2 separate regions of the Mus musculus genome follow, and region 1 is linked to region 2. Evidence: chromatin contacts called from public HiChIP or PLAC-seq data. All regions are on one chromosome and are shown on one strand. The core of a region is the stretch at or near the end of the contact, and the rest is flanking DNA. Distances in the headings are between cores, read along the strand shown.

The links. HiChIP or PLAC-seq counts read pairs in DNA pulled down with a chosen protein or histone mark.
Region 1: an H3K4me3 HiChIP or PLAC-seq map of neural progenitor cells shows a contact between it and region 2, with 46 read pairs. The contact joins the promoter of Npas3 here to the enhancer-like site in region 2. A contact is called at or near these places in 2 of 39 promoter capture datasets (the 3T3-L1 cell line and the C10 cell line), 7 of 484 Hi-C or Micro-C datasets (the HL-1 cell line, cerebral cortex, cortical neurons and 2 more), 4 of 115 datasets of contacts at active chromatin or transcription factors (SST interneurons, neural progenitor cells and neural tube) and 2 of 9 other capture datasets (liver and pancreatic islet).

What each region holds. Positions count from the first base shown.
Region 1 is chr12:53,245,047-53,249,784 of GRCm38.p6, forward strand. Npas3 (neuronal PAS domain protein 3) reads left to right here and starts at 3,386. Exons shown (of 12, transcript NM_001370962.1): 1 at 3,386-3,701. The coding sequence starts at 3,544.
Region 2 is chr12:53,145,484-53,149,882 of GRCm38.p6, forward strand. Akap6 (A kinase (PRKA) anchor protein 6) reads left to right here. Exons shown (of 14, transcript NM_198111.2): 14 at 2,328-4,399. Among named protein-coding and RNA genes, the nearest start is that of Npas3, 100 kb to the right of the region's middle. Within about 2 kb of position 1,273, at least 80 of the 459 cell types and tissues checked have an H3K27ac peak or open chromatin away from gene starts, as enhancers often do. A contact at or near this core is called in the HL-1 cell line, neural progenitor cells and stem cell-derived neural progenitor cells, where this site is marked.

The sequences.
Region 1 (4,738 bases), core at 2,136-4,635, 100 kb after region 2:
TTCGAATGGAGGGGCATGAAATGAGAAAGGATATAGTTTACTGGAGTCCTTCTGCTTGGGTAGCTGCCAGAACAACTTTCAAAATATTTCAAAACAGCTGCCAGCATGTAAGGATTTTAACAGGCAGGACAGAGTAATGCCTCCAAATCACTAATGAGAGAATAAACTTATATCTTGCTTAACATCCTTAGTGAACACCAAGATAAGCAGATCCTATATTTGCAAAGCAACCTTCTGAAATACTATATGTAAGAATAAAATACTGAAACAGAACATGCACGCCAAGGTAAGCTATTGTGGCACTTCTTCTTTGAGTATTTTTTTTTTTGTCTTTGTGTTTTAGCAAACGGTTTCTGGAGGGCAGCAGTCATACTAATTCTAAATATGAGTAATTGAAAGCTTCGTAGTCTGAGGTTGAATGTGCCCACTTCACAGCTTTGACAGTGTAGCATCCAATTGAACCGACTTTCAGAGGATGCAGTGTTAAACATCTGATGGGTTCTTTTGTGATAGTTTAGCCCCTTGGGCTTCTCAGAGGTGGGGGTGGGGGGGAACTCTAGGAAAGGAAGGGAAAATGAGCTTACATGTTTGCAGGCCAACTATTCTGCAAAATAACTAGTGGCTAGCAAAACACTCCCAGCTTCACCTAGTCATGGAATTGGTACTGAAGCAAAGAGGTGGTATTGTTTGTCCACAAATATATAACTCCTTGTTGATTGTGCAGAAAGATATTAAAAGAAAAACTTTCCTCTCTTTGCTTAAAAGAGGGCTTTTCTTTTTCTCCTGTTTTACTTGGTACATGGAGACTGCTTCAGCATCTCGGTTAGAAACATTAGAAACAGGTACAGTTAGAAAGATTGCATGGCACTACTGGTGCCCGCTACCCCCCAGATCTGAGTCACTCATTGGAAGTCTCCCTTAACCTGGTTTGCTTAGCTACAGGTGGCTATGTCAGCACTAGTGCCTCCCATGGGTCAACTACGCAGACAGATGCTGTTATATAGAAAGCCGTTGCTTGCTGAGGAATTCAGTTTTAACCTCATTCCTTAGTCTTTCGCTGGATTTTCTTTGGTTACAACATTGCTGGCCTTAACCCAGGTAGAAATGCTCTAAAACATCCCTGCCCTCTCCAGAATGGGTAGGAAGTCTCTGTCTCAGTAGAAAGCCTGCACAGAGCAAAGGGCTGGTATCTGAAATCCTTTCAGAGCTTATCCAAAGGTTGACAAGGCAAGGAGGTCAGAACTTTGGGCTGAGTGAGGGCCAAGGTCCCCCTGTAGGGGTCCTTAAGATGCTGGTTTCCACCAGCCCCGCCTCGCACTGCGTGCTCGACCAGGGTCTAAGCAGTTAGGTGATGCATTGAATGTCTAGTGCTTCTGCTTGAAAATGACCCGGAAGCGGGAAGTCAGGACCTTGCTTTGGTCTTCAACTAACTCGTGGGCTCCTTCGCACAAGCCACAGATGCTCATTACGATTCTTTTTACGTGCAACATGTGGGGGACGAAGCAGTTTCATATCTCCTGGTATTATCTGCCGTCCAAAGCATTTTCTTTGAGAGGAAAATGGAAACGCAGCTGCGCCGTGGGCTCGGCCAGCGAGAGCCAAGGCTCCCCCCTCCCAGTCTCCCTGTGACTGCTGGGCTCGGAGGCTCCTCCCGAAAGCCACTTGGGTTGGGGACGCCCAGAGGTTGCCCTGGCAGGAGCGGGATGGGGCCTGGCGAGGACTCGCCTTTGTCCAGCTCCTCTAGTTTCCAGAATCATCAGGGTGGGAGGGATAGCATGGGGCTGCTGCAGGGCGGGCATCTGGCTCTTAGATCCTGTGCGGAGTTGTCCTGCTTGGGAGCCTCTGTCACTCTACACCTCGGCAACTTCAGGCCAGTGGGTCCTGTCTCACTGGATCATGGTGGCCCACTGTTTCCCAGGCTCAAAGGGTTAAGCAGGAGCCTGACCGGGAGAAGCGCGATTGGCCCTGGGTCACGGCGGCGTGGAGGTCACAGTTAACTTGGGCTTGTTTGGAGGGTACAGCGACTGCCCTAGCCCTTCAGCTGCAGTGCCCAGGCCCTGAGTGCCAGATGGGAAGAGGGTACCAGAATGGGAAACCACCACTCCCCACCACCACCCAGCCGCAGCAGTAGCAGCAGCAGTTGCAGGAGTAGCAGCAGCAGCAGCAGCAGCCGCTAAGCTGGGCAGGGGCTTTGAGTGTGGGACATTAGCAGAGCTCTGTGTCCCTCAAGGGCTGCATCCGCCTGCTTCTCGCATCTCTGCTCCTGCTCACCAGCCAGAAGACAGGGGGAAAAGTGGGCAACCCGGGTCCTGGGGAGGGATGGAGGGAAACAATCAACTCCCACTCCCCCAACCCTAGCTCAGTGAAACCCAGTGCAAGTCTCACTAAAAAGGCGCATCCAAACTGTAAGGATCTCTCTTCACCCCCTAATGAAAGGCAGGCGTCACAATGTGAAGTAACAGGAAGGCGCGAGGAAATAAATGCACGTGTTTTCTCTTTTTGTTTCCTTGGTGTTTGGAATTCGCAGAGTTCTTTTCAATTGTGGCTACTAATTTATTCGTTTCCTCGGTCAAAGGGGGGCGTTAAGAGATGGATCATAGCGCAAACTAAGATCTAGCTGAGACCCCACCTCACAAGTTTCCCAAGACCAACTCTTCCGCTCACCAGGAGCGGGAAGAGCCCTTTCTTTTAAGCGACCCAAACTCTCCATTGTACAAAAGCGCCAACCCCCCGCCCCGCACTCCGTCGCCTTTGCAAACCACCTCTCCTAGATAACTATCAAGTTCTCCAGGAACCCAACTTGCGCTTGGTCACATTCGCTCTGCTTAATGTGGAGAATAGTGTCAAAGAGGGGTCCAGGCTGAAACGGGAGGCTCTGACGCCCCATTCCTACACCCGCGGGCTGGGATCCTGGTTTCTGGCAGCCTCGGAAGGCTGAAGCCAGCCCGGATGGTGGTTATTTCTCCAGAGAAAGGAGGAGAAAGAGCGCACCACAATCTTGCACTTTGGGTCGGAAGTGCGCGGTGTGTGTGTGTGTGTGTGTGTGTGTGTGTGTGTGTGTGTGTGTAGAAGAGGGAGGGAAAACGCACCCTCCACTGCTCGTTATTCCCTTGCACCGGCCAAGCGCTCGCCAAGCCTCCCGGTGCATCCTTCCTCCTTCACCCCCTCCTCCTCTCAGCTGGGCTCGCGCGGCGCTGCTGGAGCAGCCAGTGAAAGCAACATCCTGGAAAGAGGGGGGAGCAACAGTGCCCCCCAAAAGGGAGAAAAGGCCCCACCCTGACACGTTTTGCTGTTTGCAAGTCCCTCGCACACCCCCCGCACCTCCTCCTCGCCACCCCCCCCCACCTCAGCCCGCTGCGCGCACATCAAAGCGCCTCTCCGCCGCGCACAGTGGCCGCGGCTCACTAATGGGATTGCAGGCTGGTGCCTGGCTCCGCTGCTGCCGCCGCTCGCGCCGCTGCTGCCGCCGCCGCCCGAACCCGAGCCCGAGCCCCCGCCAGCCCGAGCCCAGAGCAGCCGCGCCTGGGGCTCCAAGCCGCGGCGATGATCCGAATCTTTCCGGATTTCAGCGTGCAGGTGACGGCCGCGGCGGCCGGCGGGGCAGCCGCTGGGGTACCGGCCGGTGCGGGCATGGGGAGGGCCGGCGCCGCGGCCAACGGCACCCCGCAGAACGTCCAGGGCATCACCTCCTACCAGCAGCGGTGAGTAGTCCCGTCCGAGCTGGGATAGTGCCCCCGTCTCGGGTACTGGGGTGGGACTCACTTTGCTCTTGTTTTGTGCCTTACAACACACATGCACCTCGTCAGGGCTTACTTTGCCTGCCCCTGTGCTATAGAAGGAGGGGGGGGGGGATACACAATCCGAATTGAAAAGCACTCTAGTGCACTGGCGAAGTGAAGTCATCCTTTGCCCTCTGCCAGGCCCCGAACGTTGAGCCTCAGCCCCGAGTAGCCAGAGAGTTCCAGTCAAGTCTGAGACGCTGCAGGAGATGCTTTTGCAAAGTTTGGGCTTCCTGCCCCCTTTCAGCAAAATGTTCTCAATGCCTCCGCGGGTGCGAATCCGCGCTGACGGACAGCCAGGGGAGCAATTGATCATCGGAGGCTGATTGATCATTTGTTTCCAAATAGGACAGAGACGATTTTCATGTGCAGAGATAGACTTGCGTTTCTACCTAATAGTGTGAGATCCTGTCACCTGTTACTACAGGGAATACAACGTGAAATCCGAATCTCTTAGGCGCTGTTAACTATCTTAAACGCATTATGATGCAAATGGATGGGATTCCGAGATCCAAGTTAGGAAGCAAATTTTACAAAAGTTAGGCTTGGTGGTGAAAGGGAAGTTTTAATATAGAAATTGTTTTTAGTTTTCTAAAGATAGTCTCTAGATTCAAAATAATTGTCATTAAAACACTGAGCAACCTTTGATTGAGGAAGGAAATAAAGAGAAATTTACCATCAACAGCTTTCTAACCCTAAAGTTTTCCCTTTAAGGATAACTTTCGATGTTCTAAGATTTTATTGAAAATGGGATTCACAAAATCGCTATGAGAAAAACTAACAATATAATCAAAAAGGTAAACTCTCTATTCATGAGGCTCAATTTTATGGTAGATGGAAGAAAAAAAAGCACATGAGAGTGTGAAATTAAATATTTGTGTTTCCCAGATTGTACACGATTAAACATCTGAGAGATTTGCCAATGGCATTTAACTTAAAATATACATAATGCATAATTC
Region 2 (4,399 bases), core at 23-2,522:
GTGTTTACAATGTGTTTAGAACCAGGCAGATAGTCTGCAACCAGAACAGATTCTTTTCAAAGAGTTCTGAAAATTATTTTATCTACTGTGTTCTAATTAAAAACCTCTGAACTCATCTGAGAAGATTTGCTGTGGCCTAACAGTGGTGCGTTTGCACGTACTTCCAGCACACTGCTCGACTCTTCACTGTATCCATCTGTGTGAAAATGGAGAGGCCAGTTAGAATCACATCAAAGGGGAGGTAACTGGCTAGATCCAGCTCTTCCTGCCTAATTTGGAGAGAGCACGTGGTGTAGGTCTGGAATTCCTCCTAGGGCCTAAGAAATGTAGTTTGCACTAATCTTTTTTGCTGTATTCTGACAGTTATTTCTTCATAACCCTGATCATAAGCCTGTGATCTTTGATGAATGGTTTAACCCTAAATTTCAGGCTGGATAAAGTCTGCAGTGTAAAAAGTTAACTCCTCGCATCCAGCCAGTGTGTAGTTTCGTGTTTTCTCCTTGTTCATCTAATGGTTTAAGGGTGTGTGTGTGTGTGTGTGTGTGTGTGTGTGTGTGATTACTTCTTTTGGTCTTAGTTTCATTGTTTTGCCTACTTCATCAGTCTATATGAGTAATGGTGGCCACAGAGTTTTCGGTTTGAGATGACTACTTGTGTTGATAGCTGTTAACACAATTTAGAGTGCAGCGCAGCTTTTATAAGTTGGGAAAATGGTTGGAGCCGACACTTCTCACCACACACAACCTCTCATTCTCTTACTGGGCTGACACTGGGGTTTCCCAAGGCTGGCTAAGCAGCTCTAGGAAACTCCATTGAGGGTTTGTATATTATTCCTTCTCTCGACACTACACGTGTCTATAACATTTACCTTTAAATCACCTTTGTAACCCAAGCTTCTGCTGGATAATAATTGGGCACTTCTGAATAACTTGCTAGGCTATATAAAGATTTTATTGGATAAAGTCAGTCTCTGTCTGTCTGTCTGTCTGTCTGTCTGTCTGTCTCACTCTCGCTCTGTCTCACTCTCACTCTGTCTCCCCTCCCTCTCTTACACACACACACACACACACACACACAGAGAGAGAGAGAGAGAAAGAGAGAGAGAGAGAGAGAGAGGATTTGGGCTTGAGCCCATTTGGCCTGACTTGTTCCCAAGTGTGCCAAATTGAAAGGATTGATTACCCGGAGGGAATTCATTCAAATGCCAGCTCTTTACTAAGATGGGATTGGCTTCACCGGAGGATTCCCTTGCGCAGCACAGCGGCAGATTCCCGATGAGTCACATCCTCAGCATGTGAGCAATGCTTCCCTGTGCTTTCTTGAATTACTGCATTATTTTACTGTACCAAATTTTGTTCCATCTGCCTCTATCTGTCTCCCCCATCCCTGTTAACTTCCCGTATCTTCTCAACATCCTGTTTGACTGTGGTGGAACTACGGTTGGAAAACTTTTTCTGACTTGTGCATGAAGTTGTAAGTTTATAGAAAGAGACAGGAAGACACGGAAGAATATTTGCTTCTAAGAGGTCGAGGGGGAGGGAATACCCTGATAGAGCACTTCGGAATTTAGATTAAACTCAAGCAGGCAGAGACCTGCTTTATTTGAGAGCTGGTCTGAGAACTGAAAGTACTTTGTATCCTGGAATTTGGTTGTCTCTCAGATTTGATCAGTTTTTGTAGCCATTTAGAAATAAGTAGGACAGAATGAGCTTGGAAGAAATTTGTACCAAATCATCACACATACAGAGAGAATTGAGTCAGTTCAGTTTCCTGGACCTAAAATGAAGCACGGTGATAGTTGAGTGGTGAATTCTAATTATACCCTTTCCTAGGTAAGGACCGAAAGCTTTAGGGGTCATCATAATGTTGTGAGTGTTCCACCGCTCTATAATAGAACGTCCCACGCAGACCAGTGGAGGAAGTGTCAGCCTGGGAGCCAGGTATCTCCTGGCTTGTGTTCGTACATCGTTGCATTCTTTGGTACTGACTACCTGATATTTTCTTATGGGTTTTTTTAAAAGAACTTGATAAAATTGAGACCATCCCCAGAAGAATAGATGAATTGACGACCCAGAGAAAAGATCATGTGCTTGATTTTTCTTTTTTTTTTTTTGAAAACATATGAACATACTAAGGCATCTATATAACTTACTGAACTGAAAATGTGTTTGTGTGTTCTGAGCTAGTGAAAGTCACATTTCATAACTTCTCATCTCAGATCGCTAGCAGATGATTTCCCCTCCCCAGGCAGCTTCCAGAAAGGGCTTCATCCTGCGAGTAACAGCCATTGCTGACACCTTTCCCTGTCACCGTTTTCTTTCCTGTAGATAGCCTGGCTGAAGCTCGGGGCTGGCCTGACCCACCCTGGGCTGGTCTTGGGTTCCATCCTGTTATCATCACTGCCTCCTGCCACGTTGACTTCCTGAAGACGAACCTTCCTTCTGAATGCGGTCTGTCCACGTGGGCCTCCCGATATGGATGTGTGCATTGCTCCTCTTAGGTGATCGTCTTAGTTCCTCAAAGCTGCTTGTTCTCCCGTGGATTCCTGTCCCAAGCTACCTCTGGCAACCCTCTCTCCAGCAAGACTTCTATTTTCCCTCTCTCCTCCCTCCTCCTTTTAAAGCTCTGCAGTTCACCAAATTGATGGTCCATTAAACCCACTGTCTGGAATGACACCCCTCCCATCGGTACTTGACCAATTTTATGTTTTGCTCTGAAATTTTTCATGATATTATGCCTATGTTTATTGAAAGAGATTTACCTAAAAAGCCATCCCTTGATTTGATTGTAGTATAGAAGAGACACATTGATCCTTATGACAAAATTAAGTGATGTTTTGAAAGTGCCATTTTAATTATTTCTTTTTAATAATAATCTATGCAGCACTTCAAGAAACAACTATAACAGTGTTGTATAAACTGGTACATTCTACTATTAAGTTTGTTTTTGGTTTCTATGCTTCTTGAGGTGGTAATGAGAAAAATGTTTGTTTTTTTTTTTAAACGGTGTGCCTTGCTGTATTTCTTATACCATTTATTAAAAAGCTGCTTTTGTGGTAATATTATGTTGGTTTGAAAGGAGGAAATAGCAAGGTTAAGATGCGTGAATAATTTCTGTATATATGTATAAGCTAATACAAACACTGATGTATGACAGTATAAAATGCTTTCATGTTTGTGATGTCCAGTGATGTGGAGAATATAAGCCTTAAACCCGTTCGATTGCATGGTAATTAAAATTGGCATAATAAAAATAGCTTATTGGGGGAAAGGAAAATTAATGATCTCTTCTACCTGTGTTCTTTACCAAATTCTTGCATCTGGTTCTAGAAAAGAAAAAAGAATCAAACTCCATATATTAGCTTCCAAAATATCCATATTGCACAGAAGGCTTACATTGCTTAGACTACAGACTAGGCCTGAAGCCTTCATAATTTTCAAAAATCTTTCTGTTTCACTATAAACATCCTGAAATAGCAAAGGTTTAAAGGCCATTTCCATCAACAATGTTTTATTCTAAATGTTTTTATTTCTACTTGCTAATGGTTTAATAATAGTTGTATTTGGAGATCTCTTACATGACCTAATTTATTTTAAATATTTGAATGGTTTTGGTGGATGGTATAGAAAATTTGATTATTATTTTATTTAAACTATAGATTTCAGGTATATTTATTTTGTTAAGAAAAATCAACAGAGGAATATTCCATTTGGTCTTTTTTTTTTTTTGACTTGAAGAATTCAGCTTTTAATTTATATCATAACTCCTACTAAAGTGCCTGACACACAGTAGGTATTTCATAGAGTTTCCTGAATTTGAGTATTGAGTGGGGTTTTACATATATATATTTATATATGTTTCCTGCATTAAAACTAGAAAAAGACGTGCAAAGTGAAGCACATCTATAATCACACATTTATAATCAGATTTCCAAAAGCCAATAGAACATGACAGACATATGTAGCCACCGAAATGACAATCATTCATTCAATAGATTACTCATTAGCATCTTTTGCCTGCAAGTCACTATTCTATATTCAGGGAGAGCAGCTATGAACGATGCACTGCCTTTGGAGGTTTATCTATGTTTGAGACAGAGTGACTGACCACACAGACGTGTGTGCCATAACGTCCCACAGATGAGGAAGAAAGCAAGTGTAGAGAAAGAGTCACAACGAGAGAGACAGCGGTGAGAGGCTGGGGCAAAGAGAAAGGCTATGGGAGAAGAGGGGTTAGCAGGGCTTCACTACATGTGTGAAAAGAGAGAAAGCCAAATAGAGAGACCTGCAAGATGTTTACAGAGCTGACATGGAGCGTTTGTGTGCTGTGTAGTAGGTATAGGAGACCCAGTAGCTTGTGCGGGGCTTTATTTTATCCCACAATTGGAACTTTACTGGCG